2 separate regions of the Mus musculus genome follow, and region 1 is linked to region 2. Evidence: chromatin contacts called from public HiChIP or PLAC-seq data. All regions are on one chromosome and are shown on one strand. The core of a region is the stretch at or near the end of the contact, and the rest is flanking DNA. Distances in the headings are between cores, read along the strand shown. Region 1 holds the start of Ptk7 (PTK7 protein tyrosine kinase 7). Region 2 holds the start of Dlk2 (delta like non-canonical Notch ligand 2).

Region 1 (6,593 bases), core at 1,510-4,009, 330 kb after region 2:
CCACCACAATGAAAGCAGAGACTGGATCTCTCTCAGTTGATCAGTCAGTCGCCTTCTGACCGCCACAAGTGCACTGTGGCACACGTAGGCACTCGCACACTCGAACTTCAGCACACACACCAATAAATGTAAAAAATAATCTAACGACAAGAACAAAAATCCCAGGTTTTGGCCAGGTGTGGTCCTACTATCCTCTAATCCCAGCTCTCTGGAGGCTGAGGTAGGAGAATCATGAGTTCTAGGCCAAGGAGGGCTGCACCATAAGCCTAGGGCCAGCCTGGAGCATGTAATAAGACCCTGTCTAAAAGGGGGTGGGGGTGGGGGTGTCTGGGTTCTCAACTTTAAGCCTTCTCTTCCTCCCCCACCGTATTTATCACACCAGGGATCTCAAGGTTTGGACCATAACTTGGGTATTTACAGCATAATTACCCAAACTTCAAAAATGGCCGAGTCTACAAACCTGGGCAGGCTAGGTCCCTAGCCCCAGCCTCCTTAACAGTGAGGTCTCCCTACAGCTTCAGTTAATGACACAGTTAAACAACACGATGGGGAAATGTGCTTCGATCTATTAAAACCTCCTTGTCCCCTGAAGACATGCATCTGGGGTAGGTAGAGTCCCTGGATCTCACCAGCAGAGCAGGCGCCTCCGCTGAAATCGTTTACAGCACACGGATAGGTTTCACACGAAGGCACATTTGGTGGAACTGATTTAAGGCTCTCATTAAAATGTTTCTTTGTGGAGATACCCCCCAAACCCCTCCTATCCAACCCCCCCCACACACACACCCTCCCAGAACACCCACCACTAGAGTTCACATCTCGAACATCAAGAGTCCTCAGAGAAGAAATTGGCAATGTAGCGTGGTTGAGCAAGGGCCATCTCCACCAGAACTTGCCTTTGACTTCAGAAAGCTAAACCGCAGCAGCAAATACAGCTACATCTAGCAGAGCCACACACACCAAAACCCAGCAGCCAGCCGAGGAGGCCTGTGAGCTGGGGCTGCCTGCCCATATGGTTGGGCCTTCATCCTGGCTGTGTTAAAAAACAAAACAACAACAACAACAACAACAAAACCTTACATACTTCCTCTGGGAGCAGATGCAGGACTTTGCCATGAGCAATGACTACCCCACACATAAGGAACACAGGACAACTTAGGAACACCAGCTTAAGAGACCCCAGGGTTGGTTTTTAGGCTATGCCTACCTCTTTATAACTGGGGGTGGGAAAGACTTTCATTCTCTGGTCCCTAAACCCTCAACAGCTGGTCAGGAAGATGACAGTATACAATTCCCTGCCCCTGCCCTCCCGGCTAGAACTCATTAAAGAGAAGGCTAAGTAAGTTCTTTTTAGGTTAAGGACTAAGACACCCCCACCCCCACCCCCGCAGACTGTCTCCCCAAGGAGGGCTGTTTCCGCAGACCACCACTGGTAGTTTTGTCTTGGAAGGTAAGGAGGGAGTCATTTGGACCAGCAGACTGGGTATATGGGTGGCTTGGCGATTTCCGGTTAAGTCACTTACAACACCTTAGTTGTGACCGACTCTCAGGTGTGATCAGCCAGGAAATAAAAGTCTGCGGGACAGGGTGCCCCTTGTTTGCCCTGGAGATGGGGGGGGGGGGCGGGGGGGCCACACCCTCACCAAAGTAGAGAGACCCTTCACGAAAAGCCAGAGTTGGGCGCTCTCTCTCTCTCTCTCTCTCTCTCTCTCTCTCTCTCTCTCTCTCTCTCTCGTTCTATCTCTCTCTTTGCCTTTCTGCCCTTAGGAAGAGAGACAATCCTTTCCTCCGAGAACACGGACACACGGACAGGATGGAAATCCAGGAAACAGCAAAGCAAAGCCCGTCCGCACCTTGGCAAGCCGGCCATGCCCGATTTTGGCAGCGGCCTTCACTCATTAGTCACCACTACAGCCTGGGACCCTCCGCTCCAGGGATACGACCCTGGCACCGAGTAGGCTCAAGGCCTAGTTGGAGGAGAAGATTAGGCACTTCTCAGTCTAACCTGCCCTCACCCGCAGGGCCATCTGGGGTTCCAGCTTTGCCCCGGAACTTGCAGGGAGGGACCCGGGCGCGTCGGGCCGGCATAGGTAACAAAGCTCCGCGCCAGGCGCGCCCCATGTCAGCTCGGACGGGATCGGGAGCCAGGCCTATCCCCCTCATCTGGGCTCCAAGGCCCGGGGCATTCCTGGGTGTCCGCGTCCGCACCTTTTCACGGGATGGGAGGGCACTGCTTCTCCAAAAGGGAGATCTTAGCAGAGCTTGGGAGCCAGCGACTCCGGGCAACGCTCGAGCAAACTCTCGGATCGGGCGGAGAGAACTCACAGCAAACGCGTCCCCGCGCCCCAGTGCACCGTGTCGCCACCGCGTAGGGGGCGTCGCCAACCCAGGATCCTCGAGCCCCTAGCGAGCCTCTCCACCTCCCCAACTGCCCAGCCCACCTCTCCAGGGCCCTTCCAGCCCCCGGGACTCCCGCGCTTCTCAAAGCACAGCTCGGATCCTCCCGGTTCTCGGGGGACTCACCGGCCAGCAGCGGCAGAAGCAGGGCTCTGAGCAGAGTCAGCGGGCGGGCTCCCATCCTGGCGGGCTGCAGACGAGCAGCGAGGTTCAAGGCACACGGCGAGCGGGCGCGCGGACCGGAGCGCGGGGGCCGCCGCAGCAGCTACAGCCCGAGCCCGAGGCGTCCGGAGCTGGAGCCGCGCGCGCCCCGTACATCCAAGCCCTCGAGCGCGCCGCCGCCGCAGCCAAGCCACGCCCCCGACGCCCCCTCCTCTCCGCCTGCACGGCGCCCCGCCCCCTGACGCCCCCTTCCCCGCCGTCGAGGGGAGGAGCTGGCAATAGAAAGAAGGATCTGGGGAATGATGGGGGGGGGGGGGAGCAGCAGTGGCCGTCTTAGGGGAGTGCCGGAGACCTGGGTGTTGTTCCCACCGCCTAATCTATCCACTGGGACGCAAGAGAACCAAAGTGACTCTCAGAACTCCGTTAGGCCCTCTGAACCTACCTGGAGATCTGGAGCAATAGTTTGCCCAGAATTCTCCAAGTTGCTGGAGTTAAGCAACCCAAAGTGCTGCATGAGACAGACCAGCAGGGTGTCTCAGAAGAAGGCAAGGAGGACATAGCCAGGATGTCTCAGAAGACAAGGAGGGCACAGCTGTGGTGCCCGGTGGAACAGATGTAGCCAGGGAGGGGGAGGGGCGTGCGTGACACTGGACAAATCTGAACCCAAGGTAGAAACCCTGGGCTCCAACCCCCAGCGAGAGCTATTAAACAGACATACATCCCAAGTCCATCTCCAAGCAGTCTGGGCTGTGTCAGGGCATGGCCAAATCTCCAGCTGTGGGGAGGCCCAACGCAGCCCTTGTTCCAGGCACCCTCCACCCCCAGCGCCACCACCCCCACATTCTTTCTTTGTTGTGAAAGCAGCAAGGGGTGTGGGAGGCGGGTCAGAAGAAGTCAAGCTTTAGAAGATGGGCCCCAGCTGCTGACAGGCCTCCAGGATATGCAAGAGAGGATGGATAGCGCCTTGTCCCCCTTCTGGCTCTGGAGGGCCCCCCAGGCCTGCTTAGACCTCCCTTCCCCCAAGCAGCTGGGAGGGGGGAAGGAAGCCACAGAGGGCCTCACAGGCAGGAGAAGTGGCGCCAGGACTCCAGGGTCCTGCCACATGGCCACCACATGTCCCTGACAACCCCGTCCACAGCACCTTCTTCTTGTGTGCCTCATTCCCCATCCCCCAGAAGTCTTCCTCCAGGCCCTGCTAAAGAGGGTACAAACACGGAGGGAACCATTGAGCCAAGAATTCAACAGTCCTGCACACTACCACTGCCCTCATCCTTCTAGGAAGGGTCCTGAACAACGTCTTCAATGAAGACTCCGAACACAAAATGTTACCTGGTTCATTTATTAAAGAAACAGTGAAATATGTGGACCTGTAGTGAGGCAGCAGAGGGTAAAAGAGACCAGGGCAAGGCAGCCCAGTTGGCCAGCCCCAAACTGACAGAAGAGCCAGCATCAGGCGCATCCCTGAGGTGCAGACCCACTTTCTCCCACCTTGGGAGCCTCAGTCAGCTACTCTAGAGGACTCCAAAGTAGAGATCATGTTATCCTGAGGGCCCTTCCGAAGGGGGGTTCCCAGGGAAGGAGCCTAGACCCTAGAAGCAGCAATCTACCACATACACCGCTCCCTCTTCACCATCCTATTGAGTTGGGGAAGAGACAGGAGCCATGGGGAATGCTGTAAGGGCTGTGGGGACCCAGCAGACTAAAAGAGGGAGTTGAATGTCAGCTACTTGAAGAAAGGTCCACAGTGCTGGCGCTGAGGCCCCGGGAGACCTGAAAGAGACCAGCAACCACACATCACTGCAAACTCCTGGAGTCTGCCTGCTCTGCAGAGACTAAAGATGGAATTTCTAACCTCAACCTAAGCTCTAGGACTTTGCTTAGGCACGGTCTACTGGAGGAGCTACGGGACGAAACCTGGGCAAGAATGCTGGCTTGCACAGTGAATGAGCTGACCCAAGAGCTCACTGTGTTGAACTGGCTGGCAGTGTTGCCTGCTTTCTCTAAGGGAGACTTCATGCTGCTGGTGTTCCTACTTCCTCACTGAGACCTCAAGGGAAGGAGTAAGACACGGCCAGCAGCTCTAAGTCACTCTGAATTATTACCAGCTTAGAGAGCACCAGTGGCTGGTACTCTCCTGAATAATTCTGACTGAATCCTTTAGCCAGAAACTCTCTCTCTCTCTGTCTCTGTCTGTCTATCTGTCTGTCTGTCTTTCTCTTCTCTTTCAAACCAGGTTTCTGTGTCACCCTGTCCGTGCTGGAACTCTGTAGACCAGGCTGGCTTTAAATGCAGAGTCCCACTTGCCTCTGCTTCCCCAGCTCTGAGATTAGACATGTGTCCCCCACTGCCCCTGTCTCTCGATGCCCAGCACCTCCGATGCCATGCTGTCAGTCTGACTCCTGAAGAGCTCCAGTCTCCCAGGCCACCTTCACTATGGTGAGTCTTCCACCTTCCCAGTTGCCCCTGGGACTGCCTTGGGGAGCCCTTCCTCCCTCGGCCCTAGGGTGTCCCTCAGCACGCTCACCTGGAGGGGGGCTGCATTGGGTTGGTTTAAGTAGTTCAGCGAGGCCGCCCGCTTCATGCTGCTGCTGCAAAGAAAAAGAGAAGTGAGGCCCCCATTGCTCCTCTGTGTAGGACACTCTAGGACATTTCTCCGGCACCAGGAGGTGCTGCAGGCCAGGCCTGCTGACCTGCTTTGTCATAGTTACCCCTTGTCACTTGTCATGTACCTGGAAGGTCGCGGCTCCGTCCCCTGGAGCTTCCTCACCAGTAGCTCACTGCTCCTACGAAGCACATCCCGGATCTTGCCCAGAGAGCCGCTCCTCTGGAGGGTGCCACTGCCATCCTGTTGGGAAGAGACAGGCATTGGGAACCCAAGGTCCCATGTCACCCAGCTTCTAAGTCTATTCCTGCCATTTATTCCCTTTCCTGAAGCCCAGTGATTGAAAGCAATGGCCTCATCAAGAACAGATTCCCAGCCAGGCGTGGTGGTGCACGCCTTTAATCCCAGCACTCGGAAGGCAGAGGCAGGCGGATTTCTGAGTTCGAGGCCAGCCAGGTCTACAGAGTGAGTTCCAGGACAGCCAGGGCTACACAGAGAAACCCTGTCTTGAAAAACCAAAAGAAGAGATTCCCAGGGGCTGTCAAGATGGCTCAGTGGATAAGAGCACTGACTGCTCTTCCAAGGGTCCTGAGTTCAATTCCCAGCAACCACGTGGAGGCTCACAACCACCCGTAATGAGATCTGACTCCCTCTTCTGGTGTGTCTGAAGACAGCTACAGTGTACTTATGTATAACAATAAACAAACAAACAAATAAATAACAGATTCTCAGGGCCAGGCCTGAAAGGATGGGCTAACTGGTGGGTACTACATGACTCATACCCTGTACAAACTTGGGGAAAGACAGCTTCAGAATTCAGGACAGTAGTAGTGAGCAGACTTACCCCTGACCACTCCACAGCCACTGATGCGTCTTCACCTCCCTCGAACTTCACGCTGTCTCCAGGACCCTCCTGGATGGCCTTTCTACCATCTCCTTCCCCGAGCAGCTCTGCCACCTTGGTCTGACTGATGGGGTCAGTACCCTGGAAGAAAGAGGAGGAGATGTTAGGAACACAGCCCAGCCTTATAAGCTGCTCTTCCAGAGGACACAGATTCAGTTCCCAGCACCTACGTGGCAGCTCACAAGTTACAAGGCCTGTAACCCCAGAGCTGGGGATTCAGTGCTCTCTTCTGATCTCAGTGAGCACTGCATGCATGCAGACACATGTGCAGGCCAAATCACACACACACACACACACACACACACACAACTGTAAAAGAACGAGTACTGAGAGAGAAGGTTGGAATTGAGGATCATTTCAGGGGTAACCTAGAAACCTCATGCAATGGAAACTCTCTGGAATCTATGAGGGTGACCCTAGCATAGACCCCTGGTACTGAGAGACACAGAGCCTGAACCACCTTCTATACTGGGAAAATGGAGGAACTGGGACACCAACCTGGCCACAAAATCTTCTATGTACAGTTAG
Region 2 (6,939 bases), core at 4,129-6,628:
CCAGGGATACTGCACCTATGTCATCCAGTGTTGCTATGGCAATGCCTCTCTCTGGAAGCTCGTCTGACCATACTAAGTGTACTAACAAACAACAAAGATATCCTTCCTCTAACAAGGTCTCCTCTGATCTCCATATGCAGGCATGTGAATCCACATATACATGCACATGTCATAGATATGCATGCATACACACATGTCATAGACACACATGCATGCACATATACCATACATACATATGCACATACATGTCATATACACAGTTCATAATACACATTATATATATATACACATATACATATACATATACATATACATACACATACACATACACATACACATACACATACACATACACATACACATACACATACACATACATATACACACACACACTATACATACACATGCACACACACACAAAGATAAAAGAAAAAGGAAGAGGGCTGGAGAGATGGCTCAGTCATCCAAGTGCTTAATATGCAAGCATGAAGTCCTGAGTTTAATCCCAGAACTCATATAAAAAAAGCTAAATGTGGTGCCAGGTGTTTGTAATCCCTGGGCTCAGTAGCCAGCAGACAGCTTTGCCTACTCAGTAAACTCTAGGCCAGTGAGTGACTCTGTCTAAAAAACCAAGGTGGATGCATAGCTCTGAGGAGCCAAGGGGTTGTTCCTCACATGCCCAAACAAAAGAGGGAGGGAGAAAGAGAGAAACAGAGAGAGACAGAGACAGAGTGATAGAGACAGAGAGAAAAAATAGAGAGATAGAGAGAAACAGAGACATATATATAGAGAGAAAAAGATAATAGAGACAGAAAGATATTGAGAGAGACAGAGAGACAAAGAGAGAGAGACAGAGAGAGAAAGGGATCAAACAGGACAGGATAGTGATGACTGTGGCCTGACAGTAGACAGGTGGAGTATCCACTGAGACAGGTAAAACTGGCAAAGGAAAGCTGTTTGGAGTGGAAATCAGGACTTTGCATTTGCGAAGGTTAAGTCCATTGATCCATGTGGAGAGCCTAGGCAGGCAGACAGTCTGTGACTTGCGAGCAACTATCTTAAAAAAGCTAGATCTTCAAAGTCATTGGGCTGAAGGTATCAGGAAGAAGGAAGGAAGAGAAGACAGAAAAGAGGACTGGGCATGGAATTCTAGGAATGCAAAGGATCTTCCTTCCTTCCTTCCTTCTTTCCTTCCCTCCTTCCCTCCTTCCCTCCCTCCTTCCTTTCCTCCTTCCCTCCTTCCCTCCCTCCTTCCCTCCCTCCTTCCCTCCTTCCCTCCCTCCTTCCCTCCTTCCCTCCCTCCTTCCCTCCTTCCCTCCTTCCCTCCCTCCTTCCCTCCTTCCCTCCCTCCTTCCCTCCCTCCTTCCCTCCTTCCCTCCTTCCCTCCTTCCCTCCCTCCTTCCCTCCCTCCCTCCCTCCTTCCCTCCCTCCTTCCCTCCTTCCCTCCTTCCCTCCCTCCTTCCCTCCTTCCCTCCCTCCTTCCCTCCCTCCCTCCCTCCCTCCTTCCCTCCTTCCCTCCTTCCCTCCCTCCTTCCCTCCTTCCCTCCTTCCCTCCTTCCCTCCCTCCTTCCCTCCTTCCCTCCTTCCCTCCCTCCATTTCTCTCTTCCTCCCTTCCTCTCTCTCTTTCTCCCCTCCCTCTTCTTTCTTTTCTTTCTTTCTTTCTTTCTTTCTTTCTTTCTTTCTTTCTTTCTTTCTTTCTGTGTAGCCAAGGTTGGCCTGGAACTTAACTCTGCAGCCTGGGCAGGCCTGAGATACACAGAGAATTTACCTCAGCCTTCGAGTGCTTGGATTACAGAGGTGAAGCCACCATAGCCAACTCAAACAAATATTTTTGAAGCATTTGTAATAAGGGAGATTGTTGTGGTAAATAATATTAGGCAGAGTTTATACCCAACTTAGATCATTTAGTTCCCAAATAAAAGACATCAAGACTTTACATTTATAATAAGCCTTAAAGCACTAGAGCTGGGCAGATGTAAACCCTCTGCTATTTTGTCTACTTCCCTGTCATCAATAATCCTGAGCTATTTATCTATCTATCACTTGCCACGTTCAGCCTAGGCTGCACCTACTCTGACAGGCTAGCCTTCATGACCATGAGCTCACTTTATCCACCTACCAAAATGTGTCTTTCTTCCTCCTCCTCTTCCTCCTCCCTTCCTTTCTTCTTCTTGTGTCCCTGCCTGAGACCCCTGAGCACCTTTGCTTTGCCCCCTCTCTTCTACCCAGCCCAGGCTGTAGACATCTCTATGAACCAATCAGGGATAACTTGGGGGACAAGGTTTATACAACAAAAACTAGTACCCATGAGGACCTGATGTCTTGGAGCAACCAGGTTTTGGGATACGGGATTTAGCATCCGAATACATAGCAGCTTCAGACCAAGCCACTACAGGGGAGTAGAAAAAAAAATGTATCTGCAATCTGTAGAGAAACAGAAGTCATCTATTTTTTTTCCTCCTAATAAAATTAAAAGTCAGAATCTCACTGCGTAGCCCTCGCTGGTCTGAATCCCCTGCCAAGGGAGGTAGACCAGGCTGGCCTCGAGCTCACAGAAATCCACCCGCTTCTGCTTCCCAAGTGCTGGGATTAAAGGTGTGCACCACTGTGCCTGATCTTAGCACAGGCTTCTTTAGTTGATGTTGGAAGGATTCTAGGAGGACCAAGGGCAGCTCCCAAGACCTAGATGACAGAAGTTCACATGGGTCAGTGACATTACATTCTATTAGTCAAAGTGAGCCACAGAGGTCAGCCTAAATGTAAGGGACTCACCTGCTACTGAGGAGCAGCCAAGTCACTGGAAGGGGACAGGAAGTAATGTAGTGGCCATCCTTACAAACTACCTACCAGCCATGTCAGGGAACTGTGTCTGTCGCATGCACAGTCATCAAGAGCCTGAAACAGTTCCCAGGCCCCCAGAGAGGCAAAGAGTCAGTAAGACTTAGAGGCAAAGGAAGAGAGTGACAGCGAGCAAGCAGCTGAAATCTTCAGAGAACGAGGGGGAGGCAGGTGATGTGTCAACTGCAGACTCTGCACAAGCTTCAGAGTTGTATCAGTGAATTTTAATATATTCCATCAATGAACTGGGGCTGTTCCTTGCTCACGTCTTCAGCTCAGTCACTCAGCAGTGAAAGCGATGTGGCTCCACCAGCAGAGTGTTTGCCTTCTGTGTATGCAGATCTGGAATTGTCTCCAGCATTGGGAGGATGGGGGAGTGGGAATGAAGGTGCCATTTCTCAGGAATCTCTATTTCCAGTGCCTGGAATGGCATCTGTCACCTGGCACAAGCATGTATGTGCTCAACACCTATTTGTTGAATGAATTTATGACACAAAAAAGTAATATATATGAACTAATATAGAATCTTTACTTGCCTTGATTGATTTATTTCTTCCTTTCCTTTATTTCAAAAAGTATGAATATATGTATAAATATAAGTATTAGCCATATAAATAGTATATATTATATACTTCAGTTTTTAGAATGTTATGCATGTTCATTGTGAGAAAAACAGAGATGATACAAAGTATTAATGAGAAAAAAATCTTAGCCAGGTGTGGTAAATGCATAGCTGTAATTTTGACACTAAGGAGGGTCAGGAATTCAAAAGTTATCCTTAGCTACATGGTAAGTTCCAGACTTGCCTGGGCTACTTGAGACCTTGTTGAAAGAAAGGGAAGGAAAAACTCAATCACAGGCAAAGGTTCTATCATCTCATCAGCTGGAGAGCCATGACTCTATCATCTCATCACCCGGAGAGCCATGATTCTATCATCTCATCACCTGGAGAGCCACGACTCTATCATCTCATCACCCAGAGAGCCATGACTCTATCATCTCATCATCCGGAGAGTGCTGAGTCTATCATCTCATCACACAGACAGAGCTATTGCTAACATTGGGGTCCACTGTTTCTCTCCCTCACCTCCTCACTCTGTGTTTCTTACAGAGAGAGAGAGAGAGAGAGAGAGAGAGAGAGAGAGAGAGAGAGAGAGAGAACTTATGTAGACCAGGATGCTTTCATCTTGAAATCCTCATATTTTGGGATCCTTTAGACTTCAAAAAGGTGACTTACTAGTCATGTTGTGCTAGCATACCAGCCTTACATTTTCTACACGAATTGTTGATGCTCTGGGTTTGCAATTTTTGCTAAAAGAAAACAACAACCCAACTTAGAACAAAAGAAATGAACGCTAGAAGCCCACTCGGTGACTCAAACCCAGAGAGTGCCCCCCCTGGGGGGGGCAAGAGGAAGTCAGCTATTGAGCTGAGATTGGGCGTGGGTGTTGTCAGGTGTAGGCGGTGGGCACTGCCCTGTCCCTCGAGTCTCTGCAGCAAGAAGCCAGTCTGTGCAGTTAAGGAAGTCACCTTCCAACTTAAAGATAGGAAGTTCCATAGGAAGACCTAGAGACTGTGGGCAGCCTTCCCCTCTGCACAGTTACCCAACCAAACACCAAACACCAACAAATACACATATTGGGGTCTTTATCTTCTTTGGGTTTTTTTGACTCATTGGCTCTGAGGGGTAAAGAGACCTACAAGGGCAATTCTCCCCACCCTCTCTCAATACAAAACTCTCATTCCGAGATGTGGAGCTGTGAACGGATGTGGGGATGTTCAGTGGCAGGAACTTGTGGGGCAACACCAATAGGCAGTGTATGATCTAGGCAGGCTACCCAAAGGTGGGCTTGGAAAGGAACGGGCTGTGAAAACTGGGAGCAGATGGGAGGAAAGAACAGCGGGTACGCTGGGATGGTATTTATGTAGATATGGTCCATCCTGAAAGAGGTAGCGAAGAAAGAAAGAAGCCCACAGAGAGCAGGCGCTGACCTACGAAGCCAGTGACGAAGGCTCTGCAAGCCGGGGAGGCGTGGGCTGGTGACAGGAGGAAGGTGGCAGCAAGCATGGCTTCAGTGTGCTCGGGCTAAAACAGGAGAGCCGGGAAAGGCTAATGAAAATCACGATGCGCGGTAGACAGGGGCGTGCAGAGTCGGGCGTGGGTGAGGGGCAGAGTGGGGCGAGCGGTTGAGGTGGGGTGGGCAAGAAAATGGGAAGACAGCAGGGCGCGCACCTTCGGCCCGCGCTTTACGGTGTATGCCCAGTTCAGCTCCTTTGATTTTCTAATTTCGGAGGAAGAAAGCGAAGCAAGGGGGCTGGGGGCCGCGAAGGGAGGGGCGAAGAGCGCTGGGGGGTGCCAGGGCCGAGTGGCAGCGCGAGGTGTGGCCGTGCGCAGCGGGGGTGGGCGCGGGGCGCAGTCGGTGCGGGGCGGGCCGCGGCGGCGGGAGGGGAGAGGCGGGCTCCGCCGGCACACGCCGCCCCTGGCAGGGGGCCGAGCGCGCGCGAGGAGCCGCTGCCGCCGCTCGGGGTCGCCTGCAGCCCCAGATTCCCGAGTGCTCGGCTGGCATGGCAGCTACTTCGGTGCCGAGCCCCGCGGCCAGCTAGGGGCGGCCCCCCTCCCGCCCCCCGGCCCAGTCCGTCGGATCCGGTTTGACTCTGCGCCCCGGGGACGCGTCGCCTCCCAGCCGGAGGTGAGAAGCTAGGAGGACGCGGTCCCTCGGTGGGGACCTCAGGCCGAAGCGAGGCGGAGCGAGCGGGGTTGGGGGGCTGTGAGAGCCAGGCCTAGGTGGGTGGATGTCGGAGGACCCGGGAGGAGATCTCTTGCATCTAGGAACTGGGAGCCGCTCCTCCCCACGCCCCAGCCCCCACGTCCCGTCGCGCTCGCCTTTCCGCGCTTGTCCCCATCTCTATTGACCCCTCCACCTGGATCGCGATCGCAGCTCTGGCTGTTCCCGCGCGGTGGCCACGCTCGCTGCTGCCCATCCTTTGGCCTCTTTCCCGCAGACCTGGCTAGTGGGTTCCTGCCTCCAGTCCCTTCGCCTGCTCAACCCTTTCTCTCGCCCGCCCTTCCACTCCCCACCCGGGGAGTCCCTCTCCTTCTCCTGCTCCTGTCACTTGGAACCAGTATCAGTGCCGCTATCTCCGCGTCAAGCCGCTTCCCAGCCCGTGCCATCCCACAGGTGTCTACACGTCTGGCCGTTCATCCGTCCGTCCCTCCTGAGGCCGGAACTGACCATGCCCAGCGGCTGCCGCTGCCTAAATCTCGTGTGCCTGCTGTGCATCCTGGGGGCAACCAGCCAGCCTGCCAGAGGTGAGCCTGCCCCAGGGATTGGGTCCCGGCTCTCCTCAGCCGTCCTCGCTGGCACGTTGACCTCTGCTGGCTAGAGACGGCACTGCAACCGCTCCGTTCCATAGGGAGAGATCTATAAGTGCTCTCTTTGGAATGGGACGCTCGTCCGTGCCCATGAGTCCATCTGACTACTGAAACCTCTGCCAAGTCCCGCGCCTGGGAAGTCAGACTCGGACCCAGACTCACACCCACTACACCAATCTCTTTCAGCGGATGACTGCAGCTCCCACTGTGACCTGGCCCACGGCTGCTGCGCTCCTGACGGCTCCTGCAGGTACTTAAGCGGCACACGTGCCTCAAATCCTTTCCTCCCCACTTTTTGGTCCTTTACACCGAGAGCATGTCAAAAACCCGCAACAGTATCTAGGCGCTTAAGACCCTATTGTGTGTGTGTGTGTGTGTGTTTGTTTGTTTATACATAACAGGATGACCAGTCCCCTCCCCTCCCCTCCTCTCCTCTCCCCGTATCTCTTTTTGCTTCTTACTTTAAGAGCTTGAATAACCAACTCTTTATTCTCTCAAGGGCTTCTGTCCCTCAAGATGCCATAGAGTCATCTGAAGCTTGAGAGTTTAGGGACTGAGAGCCACAGTAAAGAGGAAACGGAAGAGAAGGGCTGCAGGGGTAGGGTAGCTCCAGGGGGAGGGAGGGCTGTAGGAAGAGGGGGCTGCAGGGGAGGGGGCTACAGGGGGAGGGGGGCTGCAGAGAGAGAATAGCTGCAAGGGGAGAGGGCTCCAGGGAGAGGTGACCCGG

The links. HiChIP or PLAC-seq counts read pairs in DNA pulled down with a chosen protein or histone mark.
Region 1: a contact with region 2 is called in an H3K27ac HiChIP or PLAC-seq map of microglia, with 7 times the contacts expected there. The contact joins the promoter of Ptk7 here to the promoter of Dlk2 in region 2. A contact is called at or near these places in 3 of 39 promoter capture datasets (cranial neural crest, liver and neural stem cells), 1 of 484 Hi-C or Micro-C datasets (embryonic stem cells), 2 of 115 datasets of contacts at active chromatin or transcription factors (microglia and stem cell-derived neural progenitor cells) and 2 of 9 other capture datasets (adipose tissue and pancreatic islet).

Annotation. Positions count from the first base shown.
Region 1 is chr17:46,626,745-46,633,337 of GRCm38.p6, forward strand. It overlaps Ptk7 (PTK7 protein tyrosine kinase 7), which reads right to left and starts at 2,760. Exons shown (of 20, transcript NM_175168.4): 1 at 2,524-2,760. The coding sequence starts at 2,578. It overlaps Klc4 (kinesin light chain 4), which reads right to left. Exons shown (of 16, transcript NM_001357130.1): 13 at 6,006-6,146; 14 at 5,289-5,404; 15 at 5,084-5,147; 16 at 3,885-4,329. The coding sequence ends at 4,279.
Region 2 is chr17:46,292,550-46,299,488 of GRCm38.p6, forward strand. Dlk2 (delta like non-canonical Notch ligand 2) reads left to right here and starts at 5,379. Exons shown (of 6, transcript NM_001286013.1): 1 at 5,379-5,529; 2 at 6,019-6,149; 3 at 6,399-6,462. The coding sequence starts at 6,074. Gm41588 (a long non-coding RNA gene) reads left to right here and starts at 6,469. Exons shown (of 2, transcript XR_876844.1): 1 at 6,469-6,810; 2 at 6,894-6,939.